3 separate regions of the Mus musculus genome follow, and all the other regions are linked to region 3. Evidence: chromatin contacts called from public Hi-C and promoter capture Hi-C data. All regions are on one chromosome and are shown on one strand. The core of a region is the stretch at or near the end of the contact, and the rest is flanking DNA. Distances in the headings are between cores, read along the strand shown.

Region 1 (4,063 bases), core at 1,382-3,881, 670 kb after region 3:
AATCTGGTCAGTTTCAGGGACTTCCTGGAGCTATTTTGAGTTGTTTACCTTCCTTAAGGAACTTCCCTGCAGGAAAGAATGTTTCAATCTTGAGGAAACTATTACACAACCAGAGGGATCCTTTCTGGGAGAGGGAGTAGACTACAGCGGCTGCTGGCCAAATGAGTACCGTTCACCCTCTTCTGGAGCCAGAGGGAGCACAATTTGAGAAGAGGGACCAAATGGGAGGTGTGCCAAGGGAAAGGCAGGAGGAGTGTGGAAACCCACTCTTGACAGCCACAGCTAAGTGCAGAAGGCTTTGAAGAACTCACCCTTCTTTCCACACCCAGCCTCTGCCCTCTCCCCCTGCTTCCATTTCGGAAAGTCTGAAGCTTGCTTGGAAAGCTGGTTGGTCTCTGCTTTCTTCTCTTCCTCCCACTTTGCGCTCGGAGCCGAGCTCCCAGCTGCTCGACCTCTTGCATAACTGTGAGAGAGCACTGGGCTTCTTGATGGGCTCCAGATGTGGAGTGGGATGAGGGTGGAGGGGTGGGGGCAGAAGGTCTTTAGTCCCCTGAGTGCTCTAACTGTGGGAACACAGAGGCTGGACACAGCAGGAGATAGGACAAATTTCATAGAGCCTTGATCATAGTGTCAGCTGGACAGTGAGACACTGAGAAAAAATTAGGTGCTATTTTAGAGCCCCCTGCCTCAGCGTCGTCACCTGCCTCTGGCGGGTTTAATGATTGCCTGACCAAGTTAGTCAGCAGCCACCCGAGGTTAAGAAAAAGATGGAAGAATTTGAGATCCCCCTAATCAGAACCCCTCTCCAAATGCTAAATTTGCAACAAGATGATTTTGTTTTGCTTTCTCTTTTTGTTCAAAAAACCAAAAACAAAAACAAAATGGCCCTGAATCAAGGCTGCAGTTTACTGAAGCTGTTGGTTTCAAGCAGGAGCCTAAAGAAATATCTTTCTGTGGTCTGTTGGCCATTGCAGAAATTGTAAGTCTTATGGTCAATTCATTAGAAAGAAACATCTGGAAGAAAAAAGAAAAAAAAAAAAACCAAAAAACCACCACCAACAACAACACACTAGAGCAGCATGAAAAATACTGTTGTGATTGACATATGCCTCAGGAAGGTTGGCCAGAGCTGAAATTGTTCCTTGAGCCTCAAATGATACGAAGAGAGGTAAAAAGAAGCTGCTTATATCTTGGGACTTTCTGGTGACCACAGTGCACTTGTCACCTCTGTTAGCTAGAGGAGGTGGCAGGTAGGACTCCTTCTCCTCCTCCCTCTTGTTCATTGCTCCACAGTCTCAGGTTTAATCGCCAGCTGTGGATGCCCCCTACTAATGCTAGTTCTGTCAATGAGTGACCAAATTCCTGCAGTTCAGTCTCCTGCCATTCCTGAGAGAGAGAGAGAGAGAGAGAGAGAGAGAGAGAGAGAGAGAACACAGAACAAAAGCCACTGGAACAGAACTGGGTTTGTCCATTCCAAAGAGGACTTTCATTTTAAATTTTCTCCAACCCATCCCATCTGGACCTTAAGCCAGACTTGGGGGCTTCCTGCTTGTTCCTTCACTGAGGAAAAGCCTCTGCCAATCCTTTAGTGCAGGTTAAAGAGGCCCAGTCTAGTCTGAGTTCAGCTCCCATGAGGCCTCCCAGCCGTCTCCTGGGGCAAGAGCAGGCTTTGCAAGGTGCGGCTACACTGTCAGCTTGGATTTCGGGGTGCGGGTTGGACTGCTGAATGACTTCGCCAGGCTGGGCTTATAGACTGCCCCCCTCCCTCTTTTCTTCCTCAAACTCCCACTCTTCAGCCAACCTGGTGTCTTTCTACCCTGCCTCCAGCTCCAGCTGCAACCCAACAATTCTTTAGTGGAGGTGAATGGACAGAGGCAAAAAGGCCGGCTCCATTCAGCTTTCCTGGGTCCTGTGGTTTGCACCACACTTTTTTGTTTGTTTTTGTTTTTTGAGACAGGGTTTCTCTTGTGTAGCCCTGGCTGTCCTTGAACTCATTCTGAGACCAGTCTGGTCTCGAACTCACAGAGATCCACCTGCCTCTGCCTCCCGAGTGCTGGGAAAAAGACCACCATCATTTGGCTTACAGCACACTTTCAACGGACCTTGCCTTCACGTTCATTTCTGAAGCATGGTGTGCAATTATTAAATCGACAACTCTCTATGGTGGGGCTTGGAACAGCAAAGGGTAGGGGCTGACCTGGGTGCCCTCAGTTGATGTTCTGAAAGGAAATTGAGCATCTGTGGTAGGGCTGCGCTAGGACTCATGGGGAGTCAGGGGACGATTCAGGCATCTTGGGTAGGCGGAGGTAAATAAAGAAGTGCTTCGAGGCCCAGAGTGGAGGGTGGTCTAGGAGGGTCGGAAGGGGAGGGTGAGAGGAGAGTTTGCACGGTGGTGGCCCTGGTGGTGGTGGTGGAAAGCCCAGCTGTACAGATGAACAAAGCGGGCGCTGTGCAAGCGGGGGAGGTGCTGCTGTGGGAAAAGCTGGGTGGGGGCCTTGGGCTCCAGCACCACAAGGGCGTCTTCTCTAGCTGGCCAGGCGGACAGGACGGGATGGGGGCGGGGACTCAGGGAAGCGGGGCGGGACAGTCTCCCTCTCCTCCTACTCAGCTGGCTCCAGGGGAAAAGCAACAGAGTCTTCGCCAGCCTGAGGCCGCCGCGGCCCACTTGGGCAAAGGGGCCGGTGTCCCCCCAACTCCCCACAAGGTAAGCGTGCCCCTCCCACTATGCCTCGGGGTTCCATTCGCCGTCTGGCTGAGTCTACAGAAGGGAAAGTCCCCGGGACCAGACGAGACCAGTCTGGCCCAGCGAACTGGGTAGAAAGGTGCGGAAAAAGGGGGCCATGCCAGGTGAGTGCGTTGGCGGAAGGGGCTTTGTGGGCCGCCCTCGGCGAACTGCTTGCTCTTGCCCTCCTGAGTCGTTGCCAGCGCCACCGCCAGAGGGGGCCCTGGTATTAAGTGGAGGAATTCCCCCCCCCCAAGTCTTGCGGGATCTAGATCCTCCTGTGGGCACCCCGATGGCCAGTATCCCACACTTGCAGTCTCGGGTTGGGTACGCGCGCGGGACCTTGTCTACAGCATCGCACATGGTTCCTCTCCACATCAGCAGGACCACAGGAAGGGGGATCCCCTAGGCGTCTCCGCTCTTGTCCTCGTTCCAGCTGCCTGGATGGACTCAAAAAGATGTGGAGTTCAACTCTGAGGCGTGGGAGGGAGTCAGGGAGGGATCCTGGGGTTTCCATGTCTAGGGTCTCCTGGGCACTTTTCCAGGACCCCCGTTATCTATGAGGGTCCCCGGCGACCTGGGATGACTGAGCCGTTGGCTCCCGCTCCGCCTCCGCGGTCTGGATCCAAAAACAGCGCGGAGTTCCCCAGCCGAGGTCGAGCGCCGTCATCGGACTCCCCCGGGATGGGGAAGCGAGGGTAGGCGGCTGGGTGGGGTCGTGGGGCGCGGGGTTGCCCTGGCGCCGCGGACGCTTCCGCCCAGGCCAGCGCAGCGGGGATTTGGCTCGCGACTGCGCGGCCCGGCGGGGGACCCAGTGAGCCGGGGTGGGGCTGCATTCTGGGCCCGTTAGCTCAGCGGTCCCGGAGGCTCCCGGAGACTGACTCATCGCACTTCGGGCTCACTCCACAGCGGTCACACAAACAGAACTGGCCACTAACACGGGCGTCCGCACAGCTCCCACGCACAGCATCCCACGCCTCACCTCCGCGCACCCGCAAGACACGTCACACCGACAGTCCAGTGTCACCCCACGGGTGCACACGTGAATCCTCACATGGGCCTCGACTTCACACACTTAGTCCGCTTCACACCACGCACTCCACGCGCTGGGAAGGGTCGCCCGGGAAGACTGCTCCACTCACGCAACCTCCCCGCACGCACGCACCTCCCTCCACATGCCAGCCCCCTTCCTGCAGCTGCGAGGCCGCCCCCTTTCCCTGCTGTGCAAACAAGCGACTTTTTCTCTCTCTGCCCTGCTGAAGAAAGGCCGCTTGTCCCCGGGGCCGGACGGGCGGGGCTGCCGCAGCAGGCGACCCAACACTGCTGCCTTGTCCCACCCGG
Region 2 (4,427 bases), core at 975-3,474, 530 kb before region 3:
CCTTGGCCCTGTCTCACCAAAGGACTCAGGGCTGGTTTCTGAGTTTCCGTCCAGTATTTAGCCAAGTTCTGTGTTAGTCACGTAGGCCTAAGAGCCTTGGCGTTTACAGAGTCACCCAGCTCTGGCCCCTGGCCATTCTGGTCCTTGGCGTTTACAGAGTCACCCAGCTCCAGGCCCCTGGCCACTTTGGTACTTGGTTGCCCTTCACTCCACCAGGTCCATTCCAGATGCCAAGAGTGGGCCCCAGGAATGTGTTTCCTTCTCTCCACCATGTTTTTATAGCTCTTGGGCTGGGAGAAGAGGCGGGTCTGGGTCTTTGTTTCTGAGCTTTGTTCTATGTTCCTCCATGCTACGGTTGCAATTGTTTTCTATGAACGAGTACATTCAATAAAGACAACCAGACCTGGGATTTGGGGTCTTACTGATGTGTTGGGAGGTGCAGGAGCCTCCGTGTCCCATTTATTTTGGCCTTCCCGTCTCGTTTCTGTGCGTGGCTACATTGGGAATGACCTTCCTTGATCCCACCAAGCCACCCATTGATTCTGTAAACATGTGACCCTTGCTCCAAGCATTGCTTACAGGAGCAGGATACTGAAAGTGTGTCTGTGCCCTCTCCTGATAACCCCTCCCTTCAGCAGGCACACAGCACCTGACTACCCACCACGTATGTAAACGTCAGTATCCTTTCCAGCCAGCTCTGCAGATGGGTGTCCAGGCTGTGCCATGATGCACCTCAAGTGGGCAGAGCCCTTGCAGGCCAAGGTTTTAAAGGCTGTTCAGGAATGGATGGCAAGCAGGATCTAAGAGGAGGGGGGGTTGTTGTTGTTTGGGGGGGGGGTGGTTTTGGTTTGTTTTTTTTGAGACAGGGTTTCTCTGTGTGGCCCTGGCCCTCCTGGAACCCACTCTGTAGACCAGGCTGGCCTTGAACTCAGAAATCTGCCTGCCTCTGCCTCCCGAGTGCTGGGATTAAAGGCGTGTGCCCATCGAGGAGGGAGATTTTATTTAGATTATAAAAAGGACGGGATTTGGGGAATCCTGTCTAGTGAATTCAGGACGTAATCAGTGGCTGGAAAGCAAGAGCTCTAGAGGAGCTCCAGCTTATTATGACCCTTCCTTCAGATGCCACAAGGAGGTGCTGGAGTTCTATGCACCAATAGCTTAAACCAGCCAGGCTGGCTGTAGTGGATTGAGCGTCTGAGGCTGCACCTCTCTGGCCTGCAGCCAGTTCTGGGTGAGACTGACCCTGCCTGAGGGTTCTCTCCTTCCCTCTCTCTACTCCTTTCTCCCTCTCCCTCTCCCTCTCTCTGTTTCCTGAGGTTTCCAGAATTGGGGATGGGACTCAGAGACACCACTAAAGCCTTACCTTTTAAGAAGTTGCATTCAGTGAGTGTGTGAGACATAGCACAGATAGGGGCAGAGGAGAGCTGGTTCTGTCTCCACTGTGTTTGGTCTTGGGTACTGAACTCAGACCATCAGGTGTGATAGCAGTTGTCTTTAACCCTAACCCTGAGCCTGTCTCACCTGTCCCTTCCCAAGACCACTGAAGCTAGGTGCAAGATAAGTGGGGACCCTTTCTGAGGTGGTAGGATCTTTCACGATAAGGACTATTTTGAAGGGAGGGAGGGTGACACTGTCCTAGTCCTCTTACCCTAGTGTCTCCAGCCTTGCCAGGCCTTAAACATCCGCCCATTGTCACCGCTCTAGAAGGGGCCAGGGTTGACTTGCTGCTAAACAAGGCACTCCCTAGAGAAGCACCCGCTAGAAGCATACCATACCTGTGGGCAGGATGACCCATGTTCTGCCATGCACTTGGTAGCCTTGGAAAGGCCACTTTGAACCTCAATTTTCTCAACTGTTAAATGGAGTGGTAACTGCTATCTCATAATAAAGGGGAACGTGAAAGGAAGGCGTTTGCATAGTGCCTGGTTGTGCAGCCAGGCTGCAGTCAAGACTAGTTCCCACCAACTCGATTTTAAAGCCTTGCAAGAAGGTGGCTTGTTTGTCCCTTGCAGGTTCCTTTGTCGGGCCAAACTCTAGAATGCCTCCCCCTTTCTTTCTCATTGAAGAGCAGACCCAAGTCCGGGTAACAAGGAAGGGTTTCAGGGTCCTGCCCATAAAAGGTTTTTCCCGGCCGCCCTCAGCACCGCCCCGCCCCGACCCCCGCAGCATCTCCAAAGCATGCAGAGAATGTCTCCGGCTGCCCCCGACAGACTGCTCCAACTTGGTGTCTTTCCCCAAATATGGAGCCTGTGTGGAGTGAGTGGGGCGGCCCGGGGTGGTGAGCCAAGCAGACTTCCATGGGCAGGGAGGGGCGCCAGCGGGCGGCAGAGGGGTGACATCACTGCCTAGGCGGCCTTTAAACCCCTCACCCAGCCGGCGCCCCGGCCCGTCTGCCCCAGCCCAGACACCGAAGCTACTCTCCTTCCAGTCCACAAACGACCAAGCCTTGTAAGTGCAAGTCATGGGAGCAGAAGGGCTGTGGGCTCAATTAGATCCCCTAGTCTCTTCTAGTTTGCTGGGTGGAATTGGGTCCCTAGAGACCATTCTCTGTGTTAGACAAAAAGTCTGGGTTAAAATGCCTAGGATGATTTGACTGGGGCAAAAGAATAAATGGGGTGAGAGGGAGGCTCAAATTTCAGTCACTGTCCCACCCATAGGTGTATGGGCTATGTGTTAGGCCCAAAGAGGTGACAAATGAGGCCAAGGGAACAACTCCATCTTTGGATCTCCAAGAAGGTGAGGGGCTAAGTTCTGGAAAGCAGTGACCCACTGATGGTCCCCAGGGCTAATGCAACTCGGGGGAGCCAGGAGGTAGCCCCCTCAGGCAGTGGAGGACTAAAGATCTTATTTTTTGTAGCGCTAGGGATCAAACCCCAGGGCGCTATGTGTGGCAGGCATGTGCTCCATCTACCACAGAAGTTTAATGCTTCAGACTAGCCTGGGATAGGGCCTGCTTTTTCTTTCCTTTTCTCTCTCTCTCTCTCTCTCTCTCTCTCTCTCTCTCTCTCTCTCTCTCTCTTTCTTTCCTTTTCTCTCTTTCACTCTCTCTTTCTAATTTTCTTTTTCTTTTTTTCTTTCTTTTCTTTAGACAGGGTTTCTCTGTGTAGCCCTGGCTGTTCTGGAACTCACTCTTTAGACCAGGCTGGCCTCGAACTCAGAAATCTACCTGCCTCTGCCTCCCAAGTGCTGGGATTAAAGGCGTGTGCCACCACTGCCCAGCTAAGGTTTGCTTTTTCATGGCAGCTTGGTCCAGTTTGAAAGTAGGAGGTCAGTCCACTGTAGGCAGATAGGTGACAGGTGGCAGATAGGTGACAGATAGGTGACAGGTGGAGGAGCTTTGGAACTGGGACTGGACAGCCCTGGGACCCCTGTTCCTCCCAAAGGGTCTTGGTGGTTCCCCTTGGGGCTCTCTAAAGGATGTCAGTGGGCTGTTGCCACATCTATATAAGAGGACTAGTCTTCTGGAATTTAGGTGTGATCTCTCAGGGATGCAGAAATGCTCACCCTTACTGTCATTTTATGGGCTGAGGTACCACAGGCAGATATACCCTGGTTCTGCTTGTTGTCCAGGGTCTCTGCTACATGGAGGCCCCTTTCCACAGCCTAACCTCTCTACCTGCTGACAGGAGGGCTGGATGGCCACAGGCATCCAAGCTGCGCATCATGCAGGTGTTTTGCGTTGGAGCTTTTGTCTAGAAATACCCTGGTGGGCTGCCAAACCACCACCCATATCCCTCTCTCCTCTCTGCTGCCTCTAAGATGACAGCTTGATTTTTCTTATAGTGATTTTTTTTTTTGGTTTTGTTTTTTTGTTTGTTTTAAGTTAGCATACAAAGTAATACATTTCATCATGGCATTTGGACATACATATATATTTTATTTGCTCTCCTGGCCTCTTCTCAAAGAGACTTCTCTGGACTTTCTTGTATTTTTGGTTGTGAGCCTAGCCTTTAACGGCTGAGCCATCTCTCCAGCCCTTCTTTGGACTTTCTACTTCATACTTCCCACCAGTCTGGGAAGAAGGGCACATGGAATCTTGAGAGCATGACCTGACCCAGACCTGACAGATGTCAAGGCTGCAGTGTATGCTCTTGTTGCTACGGCTTGTTCTTAGTCCTGCAGTTCAGAACTTTCTGGAGACTGAGAAGTGCATGTGAGGACACTCTCCTCCCATCTTTTCCTCTAGTGGCTAGTGATGTTTGGTTTTTTGTTTTGAGACAGGGTTTCTCTGTATAGCCCTAGCTATCCTGGAACTCACTTTGTAGATCAGGCTGGCCTCCAACTCAGAAATCTGCCTGCCTCTGCCTCCCGAGTGCTGGGACTAAAGGCGTGCGCCACCACTGTCCAGTCAGGAGTAGAAGGAAACTGTAAGGTGCTTGAGACAGGCTGAGTAGAGGCTAGGAGGAAGGGGCTCCGCAGTCACCGGC
Region 3 (4,207 bases), core at 962-3,461:
TCTTGGAGAGAGGAGACATGCGCAGTGGTGTAGGCACGCCCCCTCACAGACCTCCCAAAGTCCACCCGCGAGGCAGCCCCGCCATGTTAAGAGCAGATAGCAGGAACCCAGGGCTGGAAGCCATCTGACGGAGTAGGCAGGGGAGGACCGGCTTACCGTACTCGAAGGGATTCTCTGTCCCCTTGGCACTGCCACCTGAGAAGAGAGCCAGGGGTGGGATGAGCAAGAAATCACAACCCCAGAGTAGTGGGAACTCCAGAGTTCTCAAACGAACTCCCAGGATCGAGATGAAGAGAAGGCTGGCTAGAGTGACCCAGTGAAGAGGGGACCTGTGAGGACGCCCTAAAGGTTACATCACATGGGCATCATGGGATCAGACGCTGGGCATCTGAATAGAAACCTGCCCTGTCTGAAGGGACCTCAGTCTCCGGAGGGCGTGGTCCTCCCCAGCTCCCAGCTCTGTATCATAACGAAGTCAGGCCAAAAAGCCAACTCCCAGGAAGCCCCCAGAGGCCTCTATTGATATAATTCCACGTCCTCGGGGAAAGGCAATGTCTGAAATAAATTAAGGCGGAAAGCAGAGCCTCTGTGTTCAAGGAACGGGAGAAGGAATCAAGGGCCCACTGGAGTCTTCGTAAGGACACAGTGGAAATGGAAGGCAGAATCAGGGCTTGACTCATCCTAGCTTCTACTCTGCTGTGTCACTGTCCTCCGGACATACTTAACGGGCAGGAGGAGCACTTAGTTTCTGTGCATTCCCGGCCAAAATGGTCTGAGCATCAGCTCGTACAACCTGAGGCACAGTTGTTATTCCCTCTCATCCACAAGAGACTGGGGCACAGAGAGGGTAAGTAAGTCACCCCACAACCACACAGCGAGTAAGGGGCAGAGCTGGGATTTGAACCCAGGCAAAGCGTCACTATGAGTCTACGTGCTAGGCTCCCTTTCAAGTGACATAGAGGAAGAAGACTTTTTCAGACCAAGCTGCCTGCCCCTGGCCCTGCCTCCTGTGGCTCCTTCACCCTGAAGGAAGCCGATATTCTGCTCTCTGCCAGCCTGAGCTCAGAGCACTTACCCTTGGATAGCTGGTAGTACAATGGCCAGCAAAGCTACAATCACACACACACACCACCCCCATTCCCCACTCCATGCCAGCTGTACTCTCTGCTGCCCTGCTGGAGCCCCTCTTGTCCGGGGCCTTTTCTAAAGGGATGAAAAAGTTAACAATTCCCAGGCAACTTTGAACTGTGCCCCTGTAGTGATCAGCCAGCCGCAGGGTCTGGTGAGTCCAGATCCCTCCAGTAGCCAGAGGGGGTCAGTGCTGGTGAACCTCAGGTATGGGTTGTTCAGAAAGGTCAAAATCTAAGGAGAAGCCACAGTGACCCAGGCTCTGCATCCATGCAGAAAGTCTTCCCACACTTCCGTCATGTTCAAGGTCAAATGGGGAGCTAGCATCAGCCTCAGCCAGATCCAAGACAGGACCCCAAACCCCACCCCACCCCCATTTCCCTTTCAGGAAGCATTTAATGAGTCCCTCTTCCACCAGTGTTCTAGGTCAGAAAACTCAACATCTATGGACCGGCAGGGGTCCTCTTGGGCTCCAGGCCTGAGTCTGTGGATTTCAAAACGCTGGGCTTTTCTTGTGACCCTAAGCCTTCTGGGGAAGGCTAAGCTAAAGGGCTGCTCCTCCCATCTCCAACCCCGGCAGCCCCTGACCACTTTGAAATCTTAGTTCTCCATCCAAGATGAGAAAGTCACACTGGGCAGGGCGTGGAAGGCTGAGGCAGGAAGAATGCAGTGAATTTTAGGTTATTCTGGGCTATATGAGTTCCAGGCCAACCTGGGCTACAGAACAACACCCTGTCACCCAGAACAAAGTCACATGTACACACACACGTACACACACACACACACACACACACACACACAAACACACAACACACATAAACACACACACTTCTGATGCTCCAACTTCTGCTATTCTGCTCTTTTTCTGTGGGGGTGGGGTTGAGGATCCCTTCTGAATGCTAATTTTCTAAGAGAGCCACTGGCTGGGGAACTCCAAGGAACAGGAGAGGGAAGGGGTCTAGCTGCCCACCAGAGCCAGTCCCAGGCAGAGTCCTGCCAGTCTCACCACTGTTCGCTGACAGATCTGATATTTCCCCAGCCATCGGGGCTTCTCCACGACGGTCTTCCTGTGGCCTCTACTATGGGGACAGTGTCTGCCGTGGCCAGGGCAGAGGTGGGGGGGCATTAAATATTAACAGTGTCAGGTAATATTTACCCCAGTCACAAGAAAGGCTGAGTGTCCCCAGAGGGGCTCTTGCTGACCCAGGCAAGGGGAGGTATGGGGGGAGCCAGAGGCAGGGAGGAGCTGCCTGAGGTCTCCAGCCCCTCCCAGAGGAAATTTCCAGAGAGCAGGGCTGGGATGGGCAGCAACAGTATTCTTCCATCAGCCGGGGAAGCCGCAGCTGGGAGTGAGATGAGGAAGTGAGAATTTCAAGATGCACTCTCGGTGAAGGGCACATGGGAAGTATAGATAGGGGTCCTGGGTCGGGATGGGGACTTCCAAGTCCCTTAGCCTCCAGAGCTTCCTGCAAGGCCCTGTGGATAGCACCGTGACAGCTTACATTCTCATGGGGCAGTCATGTCTCCCCGCCGTGTTCCTAAGGAGCCCGGCCTGGCTCCCTTCTTACCACAGTCCTGTGAATCTTGGGTCCCCAGCAGGATCAGCCTCAATAGCACTGCTGTCCCTGACAGCCTGTCCTGACTTGTTTTATTTATCCTGGTCCCGAGGCCACCACAGTTAGCCACTCACACCTCAGTCTGAAATCCTCCACCATCCCTGACTAATGTCCTATCCTGATGCCCAACACTCCCTCTTGCGGCTGTCACCATATGCTTATGACTCTTTCAGGAAGAAGCTCAGCTTGATCTTAGGGCTTACAAAGCATTTTCTAGCTGTTGTCTCCCTTTTGCTTTAGTTCCTCTCTTGACATGAGCTATCTGAGGTATGGAGAAGCTGAGGCCCAAGGTCAAACATCCAGTGAGAGTTGAAGACAAATAATGGCTATCCTTTGAGATCCAGGGCTCAAATGCTATGGCCATACCCACCCACCCACCCCCAGCCTGTCCTGCACTCACTGTAACCATCCCCTTGGTAACTATGGTGTGGATTCTGTAAGACCACAGTCTTCTTTGGGTTCCAGATGGTCGACTTGGCCTCCAAGAAGCTAATATCCAACACTAGCAGATGATATATAAATAGATACACAGGTGATAGGTAAACAAGAAATAGATGATAGATAGATAGATAGATAGATAGATAGATAGATAGATACATACATACATACATACATACATACATACATACCTGCATGCATACCTGCATGCATACAAGCTATATAAGTGATAGGTTGATGGAGAAATGATACCAAGATGGATAATAGATTTATGGATAGATGGATAGATGATAGATAGATAGATAGATAGATAGATAGATAGATAGATAGATAGATAGAGATAGATGGATGAGTGCATGCATAATACATATATATACACATACATAGCTACATACATACAGGCATACATATATACATATGCGCATGCATACATACAAACTACATAGAGGATAGCTAGATCTATAAAGGATTTATGAATGGATAGGTGATAGACAGACAGACAGACAGATATTTGCTCCCCTGGTGCAGTCAGTCCTTCTGAGAGGAAGGGCTCCATCTGTAGGTGCCCCTCCATCAATGTCAGGACACTGGCACTCACCACTTGCCTTTGTCATTTGCTTACCTTTCCATTGCCGATTTGTTTATCTCTCCATGTCTATCTTGTCATCTATACAGTGGGCAGGGCACAGGACTCTGGGAGGTTGTGGGGACTGAGATAGGCACTTCAGAATATGGCCTAGGACAGTGGTGGGTACCATTGTTTCTGTACTGCTTGATAAATGGCAGGCATTAGCCTTTTGTTTGCTGGTACCATCGGAGAGCCAGCCACTCCCTGCTAAGTGGTAAGAGCAGAGACCAGCCCTGGCTGGATGGCTTAAAAGCACTCACGCAGCTCTCCCGAGCTTCCGGAGCCCAGCAACACACACTCACACAGAAGGACAGCAGCCCCGCCCTGTGAGAGTCTGCCCCCACACGCCAGGCTCTCAGCACTCACGGCCCCCATCTAATAATCTCCAGTAGTTCCA

The links. Promoter capture Hi-C pulls out the DNA fragments that hold promoters and counts their contacts. A called contact is a pair of places that touch in the nucleus more often than the background predicts.
Region 1: a promoter capture Hi-C map of pre-B cells shows a contact between it and region 3, with 3 times the contacts expected there. The contact joins the promoter of Phldb1 here to the promoter of Fxyd2 in region 3. A contact is called at or near these places in 1 of 39 promoter capture datasets (pre-B cells) and 1 of 115 datasets of contacts at active chromatin or transcription factors (large pre-B cells).
Region 2: a Hi-C map of erythroblasts shows a contact between it and region 3, with 4 times the contacts expected there. The contact joins the promoter of Tagln here to the promoter of Fxyd2 in region 3. A contact is called at or near these places in 10 of 39 promoter capture datasets (the 3T3-L1 cell line, 3T3-L1-derived adipocytes, the HPC-7 cell line and 7 more), 4 of 15 datasets of contacts at CTCF or cohesin (embryonic stem cells, large pre-B cells, pro-B cells and 1 more), 42 of 484 Hi-C or Micro-C datasets (the 63-12 cell line, B cells, the C2C12 cell line and 24 more), 5 of 115 datasets of contacts at active chromatin or transcription factors (the HPC-7 cell line, embryonic stem cells, epiblast stem cells and 2 more) and 1 of 9 other capture datasets (embryonic stem cells).

The regions. Positions count from the first base shown.
Region 1 is chr9:44,733,766-44,737,828 of GRCm38.p6, reverse strand. Phldb1 (pleckstrin homology like domain, family B, member 1) reads left to right here and starts at 2,631. Exons shown (of 22, transcript NM_153537.4): 1 at 2,631-2,704. It overlaps Gm24166 (a small nucleolar RNA gene), which reads left to right and starts at 882; the gene lies at 882-1,016.
Region 2 is chr9:45,933,855-45,938,281 of GRCm38.p6, reverse strand. Tagln (transgelin) reads left to right here and starts at 2,224. Exons shown (of 5, transcript NM_011526.5): 1 at 2,224-2,448. It overlaps Sidt2 (SID1 transmembrane family, member 2), which reads left to right. Exons shown (of 26, transcript NM_172257.4): 26 at 1-425.
Region 3 is chr9:45,404,094-45,408,300 of GRCm38.p6, reverse strand. It overlaps Fxyd2 (FXYD domain-containing ion transport regulator 2), which reads right to left and starts at 2,211. Exons shown (of 6, transcript NM_007503.4): 1 at 2,135-2,211; 2 at 157-195; 3 at 1. The coding sequence starts at 2,171.